Linked DNA regions of Oncorhynchus mykiss: region 1 is linked to region 2. The links are chromatin contacts, called in public Hi-C maps. All regions are on one chromosome and are shown on one strand. The core of a region is the stretch at or near the end of the contact, and the rest is flanking DNA. Distances in the headings are between cores, read along the strand shown. Region 1 holds the start of ociad1 (OCIA domain-containing protein 1). Region 2 holds the start of slain2 (SLAIN motif-containing protein 2).

What was found. A called contact is a pair of places that touch in the nucleus more often than the background predicts.
Region 1: a Hi-C map of blood shows a contact between it and region 2, with 4 times the contacts expected there. The contact joins the promoter of ociad1 here to the promoter of slain2 in region 2. A contact is called at or near these places in 2 of 3 Hi-C or Micro-C datasets (blood and liver).

The regions. Positions count from the first base shown.
Region 1 is chr5:73,954,223-73,956,922 of USDA_OmykA_1.1, reverse strand. It overlaps ociad1 (OCIA domain-containing protein 1), which reads right to left and starts at 1,257. Exons shown (of 9, transcript XM_036978377.1): 1 at 1,025-1,257; 2 at 560-644. The coding sequence starts at 1,075.
Region 2 is chr5:73,805,684-73,808,383 of USDA_OmykA_1.1, reverse strand. slain2 (SLAIN motif-containing protein 2) reads right to left here and starts at 1,431. Exons shown (of 10, transcript XM_021604293.2): 1 at 679-1,431. The coding sequence starts at 1,151.

The DNA.
Region 1 (2,700 bases), core at 8-2,507, 150 kb before region 2:
CTCTGCATTTACATGATTGGTTGACGGTAAGTGGGGGTGTGAGTTACTGAATAAACACCAACTTCCTTCACAACAGCTCTGCGAAGCATGAATGCCTTGACTTCTGCAGAGGCCGTAAATGCAGCTCAGCTTCAGAATGTTAGTGATCAATTCAGTGATACCTAGCCTTAACTCCATTTATAACGTCGGGGCCTGTCGAGTCGGATAGCAGAACTCTATTACGGATCCCTCTGCATCGTTACAACATTTGTGACGCACGGCGCAATGCAGTACGCAGCTGATTTGGCCTCTACAAGCATCCGGAGGCACCGCGGTTGCGTCAAATGCTTGGTATGGACCTTCCATTTCGCATTGCCAGAGCATAAATGGGCTTTCATGCTTCCAGAAACATATTGCAAGCAATGCGTGTTAATTTTTAGACAGAGCATCATGCTCTTAAAACTCCCTGTACAGAAGACGCCTTAGTCCAATGACTTACGTGTAATGAAACAGAGTCATGATTAGGGCTTGGGAATAGGGTGCTATTTGGAACACATCCTTATGTTGTAGTATGACTTACATCTGTACCAAAAGCTCTCTTGGTTGCATTCCCGAAACACTCTCTTCTCATCCTCCGTGGGAATGTAGGGTGCCCCAACTTGACTCTGTTATATAGGGTACAGAAATGTAGCAATTGTAATTAGCTAGATAACATATACATAGCAGATTAAACTCAACTCTGTCGTGTTCTACTTTTCCACTGCACTACATACGCCAGTCGTCTACTGTTAGTGAGTGGAGGGGTTGAAATGCGAACTTTAGCAAAATACTTTGCATCGCGTAGTAGCGTTATCGACGATAGTATTACTACAGTACTACTTGATTAACTTGCTAATTACTCATGTTTCAGTTAGCGACTATACAGTGTTGTTGTAGCTAGCTTGGGAAAACTGTTTGTTTGGCAAGCCATTTTACTTTAACTTGCAAGCTAATCCGCAGAACGCTAACTAGCGGTTAGCTAGCTACTGTTAGCTTGTTACTGTACCTGAGCCCCTTGTTGTTGTTGATCAGTGAATCCCATTGACGTTTGTGACATGACTAGAAAATAAATTGAAGTGAGGAGAAAAATTTGCTACACCATTATTTCGAGGTTATGTGCATGTGTAACAGGGGAAACAATTGAAACTTCAAAAATGACCTCCAAGCTCTCTGCCTCAAAGCAGGGAAGCTGTTGAAATCAGAAGGCGATTGCCTTACGCAAAACCTGAGTGTAGACGTCACGCGTAAAGAAGCGTGCCCAGTCTTCTTCTTCGGTGAGGTTTAACGGCGGTTGACATCCAATAAATGTTGCATTACTGCCACCTACTAGACTGGAGTATACTTCCCTTATGCATTGCTTGAAAATAAATAAATAAATAATTCAAATAAATAAACAAATACTCTACCATCTAACACTACACACTCACCACCCAACTCCACTATTTAACTATATATAGTCCTATCTCAGTCCAATAGCCTGAAATGACTTGTTGGCCTATCCCTCTATACTGGTACAGATCTACTACTCACACCACTCCTCTCAGGATCCCTCCCCCTTGACCCATCTTCCTCTACTTTCTTCACTGCCTCAGCATACGACAACTTCTGTGCTACTCTAACCCTGGAAACCTCCACCTGCCTCTCTCACACTGGACATTTCTGATCCCCAGCCCCATGGGCACCCGTTTAATTAACACATACCACTACTTTCCCCAATGTTACACATTCCTTTGTCTCATGCCCTTCTGCACACTTCTAACACCTAGGAACCTCCTCCTACACACTGTTTCCACATGCTCATAAGCTTGACACCTGTAACAATGTAATGTATTCGGCACAAAAGTTCCTAGAGTATATAAGATATCCTGTAACATCACTTTGTCCAGCAACGGCTCAACATCAAAACACAAAAGAACACACAACAACTCTTACGCCATCCTGTCTAAGTCGCAACAAATGATGTGCATGACAAACACTGGGAATCTTCCCCTTCGGTTGGTCAACTTTCACATTTACCGCTACCATGTAATCACTCCTTTCAATGGTGCCCTTTTCTTGAGTGCAAAACAACTCGCATCTCTTGTCCCCATTTGTTTAATGTGCAGCGCCTGCACCCTCTGATCAGCAGAAACACAAACAATTATCACAAGACCACTTCTGGTTACCTTCACCGATTCCACAGCACCCAACTCTGTTTTCAACCACCCTGAAACCACAAATGGATAAGCCAAAAGGCAAGGGTCCACTTTTTTCCAAAAATGTCACTCCTACCATCACAGACTCATCTTTATCCTGACCCTCGGTGCAACCCTCGGCTCTGACAACTAGCACGCCCGGTCCAGACACAACAAAGCCTCAAGACCAACACTTGCTCCAGATTGAAATAGTTGGGCTCGTTTGAGCAAATCATTTGTCAAGTCGGTGACCAAAGCTTTTAAAGAGTCTTGCATTTTGAAAAAATCTGATTTTCACCTAGATGACCTTTACAAAAATCGTATGATTAAAGGTCCTAAAGTGTAAGGTCGGATGGGGTTGGGTGGGCTTGGGGGATGGGGGAGGGTCTTGATCACACCGATAGTGTTATTGCATTTTGGTACACCCGAAGTGCATTCATTTCCAATGGAAAGCTGCGTTTGCCTTGCGCAATTGCATTGCAGAAGCAGTTGCAGTGCCTTCTGTGTG
Region 2 (2,700 bases), core at 182-2,681:
TCTAACATGTCACCAAAATAGTGCAACTGGCCAACATATGAACTGAACTTCCCTTATGCTGAAGACACTATATACAGTCGACTTAACAGATGACTACTAGTTTTTGTGGGTGATAATTTGACAATAAACAAGACAGCTAAAATGAAATGTTATGATTAAGGCCTAATAATAAAGGGCTGTGATTAATTAAAGCACATGAGCAACAACCACAGAACAATGAATGCCAAGTTCCAGTAATATATCATTGACGAGTATGTAACGTGACAAGAGCAGGGGGTGGTTTGACAGTTCACACATGTGATCCCCTTTCCATTTGGTTTTCATTCCAACCACCACCCCTCACTCACTCACTAATCAACAATGAACGACAGACAATCTGTCTGCAGTGTGTGTGATGACCTCAGTGTCTGTGGCCGGCGATTATTGTATTTAGAACATGACCATGCGGTACATTCCTATGCAGTAATTTCAGCGATAATTATTTACCTCCCAGGCGGTTGTCATCGTAGACAGCTAATGTCTGGAACAGCTGCGCTCGGCTTTTGAGGTGCCACATATATGGGCGCACAGGTACACTGGTTGACTGGTAGCCAAATGCATTAGGGCGTGCTGTTGTGTTCTGGCACAGCCCTCAAACTACTTGAATTACAGATGGTGTAATCGTGTTGTATCACTCACCAGCTGTCTTGATCTTCATGAAGACAATCCATGTCTTCGAGATCGAGGATTTCTACTTCATCCAATATAGAAGTTTCCCCTTCATCCATAAAACCCAGTGTTTCCCCTGCGTCAGTAAAATAGGAATTGGTGCCAGTGAAAGAGGTGGCAGCCGATGCCCCCTCGCCCTCATATGCTCTCCTGAAACTGATGCCATCATATGACAGTCTGGGACTCAAACAACGGGAGTTTTCCAAAATCCCTCCATAGCCAGTTCCGCCGAACCCCACCCCAGGGAAGCCGGCCAGCCCCGCCGCTGAGGCGGCTGATAAACGAGAGTCGTATCCTGCACTATGGGGTCTATGGTTCCCTGACACTGCTCCAGACGAAGACCGACTACGGAGCTGCTCGTTTTGTTGTTCGAGTTTCTTTACCAAGTCCTGTAGTTTCCGCACCTCTAAGTCCGCGTTGATGTTTGAGTTTATATCCTCCATAGCTAACGTTGGTTAGCGCCACCACCAGCAACACAAAATAAAAATGCCGCTGCTTGTGGTCTTTTGTTTCCTCTTTTTCGCTGGTGGTCACGATATGTTAGTCACCCTAAGCAATATTTAGGTGTTTACTGAAGACACTTTGGTGTTCAAATAAGTTATTGGGCTCATCGTCGTCGTCGTCATCTTCTCCAAATATTCATACACACAGGCAGGGTTAAGGCCATTTTTGCTGTTCCCGTCGCCAACTCTGAAAGACCAACAGGCAAGGCAAGGCTACGTCATCACGTGAAACATCGGTAACGAGCACGTAACCAAGCTCGGGTTTACAGTATCGATAATGCCACACACTGTACTGAATGGAAAGTATTGTGTGAGCTAATATACAGTACAAGGAAAATATGGTGGTTTCAGCTAACTGCTGTTAAGTATCAGCTAAATTCTGCTAACACGTTGCTTATCAAAGGTCTAGATTTCAGATTTACTTTGCTCTCCAGAACCCAAGTCATTAAGGCATTCTGCCTTATCCCAAGGATTCTCAGCTGGAAGCACTGCTTACCGGTGGGACCATGTGAACTCCAATCCCCGACGCTCGTTTCAATAATCATTGCTTGCTATAAGGGTTTCGAAAACATATGGTACTTATTTTTCATATCAGTGAGAATTAAAATAAAAAATATATACTTACTGTATGTAGCAGGTTTACACAGCTATGTCTCCAGCCGAACAACAACACTACATTAGTCCCCTCCTCTACTCCCTGTTTACCCACGACTGTGCGGCCAAGCACGACTCCAACACCATCATTAAGTTTGCTGACGACATGTAGGCCTGATCATCAACAATGATGAGACAGCCTATAGGGAGGATGTCAGAGACCTGGCAGTATGGTGCCAGAACAACAATCTCTCCCTCAACGTGAGCAAGACAAAGGAGATGATCATGGACTACAGGAAAAGAGCGCAGAACGAGACTTTCAAGTTCCTTGGTGTCCACATCACAAACAAACTATCATGGTCCAAACATACCAAAAAAGTTGTGAAGAGTGCACTCCCCCCAGGAGACTGAAAAGACTTGGCATGGGTCCCCAGATCCTGAAAATGCTCTGCAGATGCACCATCGAGAGCATCCTGACCGGTTGCATCACCACCTGGTATGGCAACTGCTCGGCACCCGACCGTAAGGAGCTACAGAGGGTAGTGCTTACAGCCCAGTACATCACTGGGACCAAACTTCCTGCCATCCAGGACCTAAATACTAGGCGGTGTCAGGCCCAAAATATTGTCAAAAACTCCAGTCACCCAAGTCATAGACTGTTCTCTCTGCTACTGTATGGCAAGCGGTACCGGAGCATCAAGTCTAGGTCCAAAAGGCTCCTTAACACCTTCTACCCCCAAGTCATAAGACTGCTGAACAATTAATCAAATGGCTACCCGGACTATTTGCATTGACAAACCCTCACTTCCCTTGTTTATACACTGCTGCTACTCGCTGTGTATTATCTATGCATAGTCACTATACCCCTACCGACATGTACAAATTACCTCAACTA